Linked DNA regions of Rattus norvegicus: region 2 is linked to region 1. Evidence: chromatin contacts called from public Hi-C data. All regions are on one chromosome and are shown on one strand. The core of a region is the stretch at or near the end of the contact, and the rest is flanking DNA. Distances in the headings are between cores, read along the strand shown. Region 1 overlaps Epm2a (EPM2A glucan phosphatase, laforin). Region 2 overlaps Utrn (utrophin).

Region 1 (4,903 bases), core at 295-2,794:
TCACTCCTTCTTTAAAAGGGGAACAAGAATACCCTTGGCAGGGAAGAGAGAGGCAAAGATTAAAACAGAGACTGAAGGAACACCCATTCAGAGCCTGCCCCGCATGTGGCCCATCCATATACAGCCACCCAATTAGACAAGATGGATGAAGCAAAGAAGTGCAGGCCGACAGGAGCCGGATGAAGATCGCTCCTGAGAAACACAGCCAGAATACAGCAAATACAGAGGCGAATGCCAGCAGCAAACCACTGAACTGAGAATAGGACCCCCCGTTGAAGGAATCAGAGAAAGAACTGGAAGAGCTCCAAGGGGCTCGAGACCCCTTATGAACAACAATGCCAAGCAACCAGAGCTTCCAGGGACTAAGCCACTACCTAAAGACTATACATGGACTGACCCTGGACTCTGACCTTATAGGTAGTAATGAATATCCTAGTAAGAGCACCAGTGGAAGGGGAAGCCCTGGGTCCTGCTAAGACTGAACCCCCAGTGAACTAGATTGTTGGGGGGAGGGCGGCAATGGGGGGAGGATGGGGAGGGGAACACCCATGTAGAAGGGGAGGAGGAGGGGTCAGGGGGATGTTTGCCCGGAAACCCGGGAAAGGGAATAACACTCGAAATGTAAATAAGAAATACTCAAGTTAATAAAAAAAAAAAAAAAAGAACTCCCACCCCTAATTGAGGGGCTATGAGCACTTGACAGCTTCTCAGCAAAGAGAGCCATTTTTCCTTGCAAAAGTGTCTCCTCTAGGTTGACCATGCACCATATAGGCAGCACATGATTTATTTACAAAACAAAGAAAAAGAGGGTGCAAAATGGAAAGTGTATAAGAAGGTAAGGGTGCAGGATGGATCTAGAAGGAATTACAGGGAGGCCTGCAGGTGGGGGTGTCCAAATACATTTTATGAAATTCTCAGAATTAATAAAATCCTTCTAAACTTGTGACTACTCCTACAGTCTGTTATAGTAATCTCTATATAATAGAGATCCCATCCCTTGATGGCCAGTAGAGGAACAGACCTGCCTATACCACAAGCTAGCTAGCCCCCAAGGACAGCCAGGCTCCTGCCAGGTATTTAGGCTCCAAGGTCAGTGTTGCAGCAGAAAGGCAGAGGTAAATTGAGTCTGCTGAACGAGAAAATGACTGAAGCCGGGATAACAAAGCAACGCCCAGGGTCTTAGAACTCCCTGGGAAGGAAAGGGTTAAGCTGTTACAGGAACAGAGCAGAGATCAATACTCAATGGAACTTCCCCTGAGATAGGAGTTTAAATGAGCAAATACAGTTTATTTCTTTGATTTGGAGTTTTGGTGGTTTTTTTTTTCCCCCCATTCCCCAGGTGAAAGAGACAAACCTTAAAAAAAAAAAAAGAAGAAGAAGAAGAAGAAGTAGAACTGAAAGGGAAGAAGATGTCTAAGCCAGCCGTCCTTATATGACAAAATGTACAACAGGAAGGATCAATAGGACAATTGACTGCAGCCAGTCTATGACAATCGAGTCTAACAGACTCTCCTTCCAGACTTCGCCCGACAGCATTATGCAGCAGCTCGGAATGCTTCCAGACAGATCCTGCTCCTCCTCTTGGAGTTCTAAAAATACCCAGGTAGAGTAATCTATACGTGCCCTGGTCTGTAATTGTACGCTACATAGATTAATCTGTTGGGAGAAAGTCACCCTGCCACTCTGGAATGGTTAACTCTTTGATAAACTGTCAAGGTCCATCCGAACCAAAGAAATCCTTTCTTCAGTGTCAGAGTTTGGGCTACTGCAGTTGTGAGCTCCTTGGCTCTCACCCTGTTGCTGTTAGCTCTGCACGGAGCTACCATGGACACCCTGACCTGGTGACCCAGTGAGCCCCCACAGCCATGCTTTGAATACAATTACAATGGCTCCTAGCAGATAGATGACACCAAGCTACTGTGCAAATTGCCTTTTAACCTCAGACCCTTCAGTTAGCAGAGCATGGGATGGGGTGAGAGAGTAGCAGTGAGAATGAACGGCTCCATTGCTCCCTGCCGGTTTCCCTCCTGTTTACCCAAGTGGGCAACAAAGTTGCGAAATTAGAACCACAGAAGCCAAGTAAAAATCTCTGTGCTACACTCGAAAGCTCTAACAATTCTTTGTCTTAAAACCAGAGGAACAGTCTTCGGAGAGTTAATCTGTCCTTCTGTTTATGCAAACTGGTTTGTTTGGGGTTTGGCTCAAGAAAAGGCAGGGCTCTGAAATTCCACCTGAGGTTTCTGAAGGGTCAAGATGGCCAGTGAGGTGGGTTTCCTATGGCCCTCAGGGGCTCTGCTTTACAGACCTCTGGTTGCTGGGAGACAAACTATGTTGACTTCACTTGACTGCAACTCATCAAGAACTGAAATCATGTGGGCCTGGGAACACTGCTTGAAGCGCACAAAGAAACGGGTAGTTGCTACTTCGCAGCCCGGCTTTGGGAGCAGCAGTTCTGTGAGTCAGAATGACATACTTGAAATCTGGGACATGACTCTTTCCAGTCTTAGGTCCTGGTCCCATTACATAACCGTTTTTGTACCTATCTCTTCCTCTGCAAAATCCTCTTCCTCTGACTACAATGTCTGCCTAGAATCTTCTTGAAGCTGATGAATTAATCCATTTTGTTCCTGAGAGGTGTTGGGAGACATAGCATGCATTACACAGAGAGAGCTGAGTGGGGGAGAAATGTTTTCTAGCTTCCTGGCCAGGCTTCACTGCCAATTTTACCCAGAAGAACAAATCGCCAAACTCCCCAACCCCATGCACCCTCTACAGCTCTCTGCTGCCCCCTGCTGACACGTTATTAATACTGTCATCAGGAGGTCATTCTCTTACCAGAAAAGTTAGCCCTAATTTTCAGCAACTGTCAATCGTATCTGTAAATGGCTCTTCTACAAGTCCAAGCTTCTGTGCCCTTTTCTGTGCTCCTCCTTGCCCCCACATTGCCCTCTCTCTGCCCACATCTCCCCGTCCAAGCCAGGCCTACTTCAAATGCCATGAAAATTGTGTAGCCTGTCTATCTGCCCGTCTAGAGAAGCCATAATCTCCAGGGCACATGGCATCGTTCACTGTCCATTCTCCTCTGCGCTGTAATTGATTCTGAACTTGTCTTGCTGCTGCGTACTTACGTTGTCACAACTATGACTTATTTGCCTGCTTCCCCAGCGGTACCCGACCATGATAACCCATTCATAATGGCTGTTCTCGCATGCTTCCCAGTCCACGACGACTCACTACCGTGCTCCTCCCCACACCCTCGGTGCCTCACCTCCCAGTTATCACCCATTTTCCTGCACCCTCCTCACTGGATTGCCAGACCCAGCTCCAGTCTGTTCATGTAGCAAAAGAAATACTTCCGGTAAACAAACAAAGACAAAAAGAATCTACACATCCCCTGGCTTCTCCTTTCCCCTTCTCCTGTGACATCGTTCCTGTGACATCATTCCTGTGACATCATTCCTGTGACATCATTCCTGTGACATCATTCCTGTGACATCATTCCTGTGACATCGTTCCTATGACATCGCTGCAGTAGCTCAAGTCCTAAGGGTGCTTTCATATTCTCAGTTCTTTAGCCACATTGATCTTTCAGTTCACAACGCGACACATCCTCTCGGGGCATAAGACTCTTCTAAATTGCTTTCTCCCATCCTCTCCCATCTTGCCCTCTCCCCAGTCACTGCTCAGACGGTACCTCAGACATCACTACCTCAAAAGGCTCTCTAGATTATCTACACAAGCTCTCCAAACTATCTGTGTGTCTTTAAAACCAACCCGTTGTGCTTTTAAACCCCTACTTTAGTTCATTCATTAACACTTGCCACCCTTTAGAGACTATATGCTCTGTGTTCCCAGTCATCAGTGTAACGCCACCACACAGTAGATTACACACACACACACACACACACACACACACACACGTATATAAAGCCACATTAAACAGAATCCTGTCAAAGTGTTTAAACATATATTAAACCTAAATCCTTATGTTGATTCCATTTTTATAACTCACAGTTAAGGCATTCAGTTATAGATGACAGAAAGACAAACAGGAGCCCCTGAAGCAAGTTCCTCAGGAACCCAGAGTGCTCCTTCCAGCCCTTACCCTCAGTGCTCATGTCTGGAGTAGGCATCCAGATATAGGCCAAGCCTTCTTCCTTATACAGCTTCATCATGGTGTCTGGAGTCATGGGTTCCGGGTAGCGGTTGCAGCCTGAAGAATTCTGGATGATATCCCATTCAGTCTGGAAATTCATGACAGCCGTAATTCCCAGTTCATGCTTCAGTTTGATGGTCACATGCTCCAGTTGTCGAGGGCAGCTACCCAACCAGATATTTGGTAGAATTCTAGAAAGATCATACAGGGTCAACCATTACTAAGGTTCTAACTTGAGTTTTCAGTATCTGCATGTAACATATACTATTTAAGTACAATTACTCTTTCAATCTGATAAGGAAAGGCTGGATTTTTAAGGATATAAGAAATAATACTAATTTTTTTAAAACTACTTTTATTACTGTTTTAGGAAAACTTATTATAAGATCAACAAGCACACCAGGAACTTGACATTAAAAACTAAGTCCAGCAACATATGAAAATAAACTCACCAAGTTGGATATACTCTATGACTGTTACACAAATGCTATCAATTCATTTTAAACACATTAAACGTAAAACCACCTAAAGCCATCTCAAATCCAAAATTCAAAAAAACATATTTCAATACAGCCATCACCACTCCTTATTACTACATAAAATTCTTCCAACAGTGTGAGACCTGTGAAGGACACTAAACTTAAGAAACAGAAAACTTGGGTTAAATAAATTCAAAACCAAGATTAAGTCCATTATCCTCCAAATATTTTCTATATGTTCATAAAAGGTGTCATAAAGGGCTCTCCC
Region 2 (5,553 bases), core at 94-2,593, 1.1 Mb before region 1:
AAACCCAAAAGCCAAAAGCAAAACAAAAACAAAAAACAAACAAGACCTGAAGCCTCAAACACTCCTGGGCCCAAGCATTTCAGGTGTAAGATGTTCAACTTGTAAGTTCATATTTTTTATAGCTAGTCTTCTGTACGGTATTTACACACTGTGTTGTTTATTTACATTCTGTAATTCAGTTTTTTTGTATACTCAAAAAACTGTACAGCCATAGCTCCTGTCAAGACCACCTCACCACCAGTACCACATAGACACCTCAGAATCCTACTTTCCCCTTTAGGATTACTTGTCATTTTCAGCCCTTCAGACTCCTGACCTGGATTCTTCACTAATCTCTTTCTTATCTGCCTAAGAACTAGCATTTCCAATTAATGCTAATGGGCCATTTTGGGTGGCTTTGGCAGCCTTGCCAGGAGGAGGCAGTATAGATTCTCAATAAGGAGCTGATGGAAAATTGTATGCAGGCCGAATTTTCCCGACAAACCAGCTCTGTTAAACCCAATCTCGAGACCTTAAATCACACGAGTGTGAAGGACTCAGGAGACAGGGGAAGAAAAAGAAGTTCCCGAAAATGTCAATTTTCTGATGGTAACATCACGGAGAAGTGACTGGACAGTGTTCCCTGGGCAATCAGAATAAGCCAGACCTTGATAATGTGCTACATGCCGGCTTAGTTTCTGCTGTGCCCTTTGGCTCAGCCACTTAGTCATTCTGGGATACTCTGTCCTCTAAGACATTAGACTCAAACTGGTTATCATAGTGCGAAATGCGTATCAGACATGTATGTATACATGCACATGTATGCAAACAAATATGAGTGCACGCGCGTACACACACACACACACACACACACACACACACACACACACTGGCCCGTCATATGTTATTATACAATTGTTATTTCGGATTTCTTATATGTGAAATTGAAACAGCTCCTTGACAGAAAGCTTATGAAGACGATGTTTAAGAGGGAGATGGAGGAGGTGGCCATGATCTATAGTCGTTGCAGCCTGCCTGTTTTTAACTTGGCTGTTTACTTAGGGGGCTCCTACTTGATTTCTAGCGTGATTTACTCCTATGTGGGGATCTGGAAGCCTATCTTTTGGCTCTGCCTTTGGAGCTTAGGTAAACCCGTATCCCTAGGTAAATATGTTCAGTTTTGTCTTGGAGACACTCTGCCCAGATCGGCTTAAGGTGTTTTATTTGCCCAGAGTGGGCTTCTGTCCTTCGAGACAAATCCCTCTGTGCTCCTCAGTATTTCTACTCATCCCACAAGCACAGCCAGAGCGGAGCCGCGTTCCTCTGGGAGTGCTCACATCCCTCGGTAAAGCATCAGGCTCCCTGCCGCTCGGTGTCTCCTCACGTAAACCCAGCCACCAGGCGTGCACCGTGGCAGTGATGGGGTTCGCTCTCTTTCCCCAGGGGAAGTTGGCTTTGTATCTTTAGCTTTAGTGCTTCACTTAATATCTCCTCGGCTCCGGAGCGCTCTCTTTCCCTGCAGCCAGCAGTGCTTGGCCGCCCTGCAACTTGCTTCATTTCTGGCCATGCCAGGCTGAGCAGGTCCTGGCGGTGAGCATCTGCTGGGGGCTGTCTGGGTGGCGTTCTTCAGTGTTTTTGTCTAATCCAGAAGTTGATGGACTCCCAGACTCCTTTTCTCTAGAACCTTAACAACAACACCCTCCCCCCCTTTATCTTTCAAATGCATGTCTGGAAACGAGCATGCTCAGAGAACTGGCAAATCATTGTCCAGTGACCGGGAGGAAATGATCGCTGCTCTTCATTTATAATGCAAATTCTGAGGACTCTTCAGAAGTGTGGTAAACTTAAAATGATGGCCGTGGTGAGAACGTCTCTGCAGAAAGTTGTGGTCTTGTTACACCGTTTACAAAGGATGGCAGTTTCCTCTCCGCGGTACCAGAAGCTCTGCAAGGTAACTGATTGGAAATAGGGAGTGGGTGTCTAAAGGATCCACTGTTGCCTGGCTGGGAGATGTACATCTTCCTTGCTCTTGTGAAGGGAAGGAAAAACTCCCTTTCCAGGCAACTGATTGCAAAAGCTGTTAAGAGGAATTGCTCCACTAAAATTTATTTAAGCCTCTAAAACAAGTACTGTTCTAGTACATATTTTACCATCCAGAGCCTAGTCTTCTGAGATGGGTCGTTTGGAGAAAATATGACAAACTATTTTCATTAAGACCTGTTACCTCTGGGGTACTTGGCAATATCTTAATATTTAATGACACATCCATCCAATGTTAAACTCCAGGAAAAATCAGAAAGAGAGCTCAAAATGGTCTCTTAACAGATTGCTTAATGCATTCTTCTTTTTATAGTTGATTTTTTTTTCCAATTAAGAAAAGTGATGTCCATTTTAGAGGCACAAGCTCAGCCCCATTGCAAATATTTCTTATATCCTTGGAGTCTCCACATGTCGTAGTTAAAGTTGGAGAACTCGATTTCCTGTGGACAGGTGGGTTGAGTAGTATTTTAGGATGTAACTTGTTTGACAGTTGTACATTTTGAATGTAATGTCAGTCATTCTAAGCACGGGCTGTCCGGCGTCCTCCTGTGTTGTTTTGGGTTAGTATTTGTTATTGCTGTCTCCTTATTTTTATAAAAGCGAGATGATATGATGTGAAAGTAAGATTAGAGCATCAGTAAGTCAATTTTTATGTTATTACAGTGATACACTCTTTCTCCCTGTAAAATTCTAAAGAAGGCACCTCACTGCTCTTTAAAAGACCAACTGATCTGTAATTGGGAAACCTGCCTCTTATGACGTTATTTTTCTGAAGATATTAAATTTGATGTGTTGAAGCACCTAGGCTCTGCCTATAAGGCAGCGGGGTCCAGGCTGGCAAGCTGGATTCTGTTTATCTGACTTTCTTTTTTTATCACACTTTTGTGCCTTACAGTTTGTCTAATTTAATGTATATCTGCCCAGAAACTTTCTTTTTAAAATGTAATTTTAGGAAATAGATTGAGGTAGGGAGAAACGTTTTAACGAAATACTGTGTTTCCATCTGTATTAGATTAGCTAAAGCTTGGTTCAACCTGTTAACCCAGTTAAAAAAGTACTCAACAAACTGTTGGCTATGTTGGGATTTGATCTATTTTAAAGAATTGGTGCGTTTCTGTAACATGTTTACCTTTTCACAAAGAGCCGGTTTTGATAATGGAGAAGAAAGCTCCATTCACTAATGTGTTAGCATTTTACTTTTTAACTATCGGAACAGAAACACAAATTATTAATACATGTTACTTTTTTTTTTTAAAAAGCTAATGGTATAAACGTATGAAGCATTAAAAGAAAAAGCTGGGTTATTATTTTTCTCATCTATTTCCGTGAGCATTTTCACAAAAGGAGAGGGGTTTTTGAGCTGTAAGGCCATGGGATGAGTTTACTTTGATGCTGCGTAAAGGGAAATTAAGGGGCTGGAGAAAGCTACGACAGTAGTCTCATGGTAGGACCCTAAATAGGGATGCGTTATGTTACAGAAGTCATGGGGAAGTTTAGTTCCAACAAGAGCGTTCTTTGGGAAGATTTATCGAGATTTGTAATTTCCCCAAGATGCCTTAGGATTTAAATAGTCAGCATGGGCATTACCTTTTGGAAACCCGAGGTTGTCTTATTTGCAACTGAAATTTACCCTTCATATATTCTCTACCGAAAGCTAATTTAGCTACTGCTCGGACAGTGCCATGGGGGACACACAGTTCCAGTACTTTCCAGTAGGTGTCAATGTAAGGCAGTGATATATGGGATTTGGGGACTCCAGACAGGGAAGTGGCATGATATTGATGATTATGGATAAATGAGCCGGTAACAGGTATATTTTATTTATCGTATTTGGGAAATGGATCCTAATTCCTGTCGTTATGAATAAAAGTTATAGGTAGAGAACTAAATGTCCGTTGTCCCTCTCTGTTAATGACACGGTATCTATAGCTACTGAATGTGCTTATTACCACTGGTGCTGCTGTGCTGTGCCGGAAGTTTGACCAGATGTGCTGTTTTCAGACTTAGCACCACACCACGCTGACCGCTCTTTCTTTTAAATTGCAAACATCGTCCTGGCTATTTTCCCCAATATCTCAAGCATTCTCTAAATTTAGTCCTTCAGAAAGGAAATGTTAAACACTCCAGTTTTTGCCATAAAAATACAAAAAGAATATATTTTAAGTTCATTTAAAGACTGGGAAGAGAGAGAGAGAGAGAGAGAGAGAGAGAGAGAGAGAGAGAGAGAGAGAGATTGCATCGCCCAAGGGAGGAGTCTATTTTGCATTCATCTTGGCATTTTTGAAATCCGATGTCTGAATATTTGTACCCTCTTTCTCTTTCTCATCTTTCTTTCTTTTGCCTGTTGTGTGGGACATCAGTCATTTATAAGTAAATGTAAAACAACTAGAAATTTTTGCACAATGTTCTTACTTTGAGTTTTATTTATTTATTTTTATATATTTCCCTTCTACTTCTCATAGGGGAAGGGGACAGGGATTGGCAGAACTTGGGAAAACTGCAGCTCTGAGTAACACCCTCCCCCCTTCCTCTTTTATATGCCGTTGTAGTGTTTTGCCTTTAAAAATATTTCTTTTTGGTTATACAACCCCTAAAATTTGGGCTGGAAACGGAAACATATCGGGTGCTGCCTTGAGATACAAGTAGAAGCATTTAAATTGCCCTGATGACCTAGAGCCACCCCACACTGGATACTAATTTCTCCTGATTTGGCTTAGATCACTTAGCTTCTTAAAAATATTAATGACTCCAAAGGATAATTTTTCCTCTCAGAACACGGTGGAACAGAAGCTGGATGTAAGTGACTTTTAAGAAGGGTACTGACTTTAACTTGTTTGCATTTTGTGATTATCTTGGCCTGTTTTCAGTCTTTGGCTTGAAAGCTGATTGAGGTTATGTTGAGTTAGAGAGGGATTTTGTAAGGCCCCCAACCCCCTCAGGGCCATGTTTAATGACATATTTAATAATTGACATGGTAAAAAGTAGATTCTTATAGGGTAGATTAGTGTATGAGTCATAGAACGCTGAAAAATGATTAGTATTATAAATTGAGTTCTTCATGACTTCAGCATTTTTATTGATTTAGCAAATTATTTTGATTTAGTTTTATGATTTTTATGCTGCTAGCATTTTAGCAGTTTGGCTAAAATGATTTTGTGCCCAGACATCTTGTCACGTGTCCTATCAGTTAAAATATTTTAAACATCCTGGTGTTTATTATTAATTCGAAGTTGTGCACAGATGCCGGGATGAGCAAGAAACATCTGTTCAATAATCATAGAGCATTGACTTGCTGTTGTGGTCAGCACTGTCCTCTTACAGCCTGGACTGCTCCCTTCTTTCTATGTGTTTTTCTCCCACCATTTGGTGACTGCTGGTTTACTAGTAGGGGACAATGGTGGCTTAGAAAACCAGGGATGATGAGTAATGTTTAAATGTAATCAGTTTCTGCTCTCCCATGTATGTATATATGTCTGTGTGTGTGTGTGTGTGTGTGTGTGTGTGAGAGAGAGAGAGAGAGAGAGAGAGAGAGAG

The links. A called contact is a pair of places that touch in the nucleus more often than the background predicts.
Region 2: a contact with region 1 is called in a Hi-C map of prefrontal cortex, with 5 times the contacts expected there. The contact joins two enhancer-like sites. A contact is called at or near these places in 4 of 12 Hi-C or Micro-C datasets (the A7r5 cell line, Schwann cells, frontal cortex and 1 more).

The regions. Positions count from the first base shown.
Region 1 is chr1:7,653,457-7,658,359 of GRCr8, reverse strand. It overlaps Epm2a (EPM2A glucan phosphatase, laforin), which reads right to left. Exons shown (of 4, transcript NM_001276762.1): 3 at 4,106-4,347. Among named protein-coding and RNA genes, the nearest start is that of Epm2a, 110 kb to the right of the region's middle. Within about 2 kb of position 1,544, at least 49 of the 93 cell types and tissues checked have an H3K27ac peak or open chromatin away from gene starts, as enhancers often do. A contact at or near this core is called in prefrontal cortex, where this site is marked.
Region 2 is chr1:8,772,636-8,778,188 of GRCr8, reverse strand. The region is part of intron 51 of Utrn (utrophin); the gene reads left to right. Among named protein-coding and RNA genes, the nearest start is that of Utrn, 270 kb to the left of the region's middle. Within about 2 kb of position 1,343, at least 32 of the 93 cell types and tissues checked have an H3K27ac peak or open chromatin away from gene starts, as enhancers often do. A contact at or near this core is called in prefrontal cortex, where this site is marked.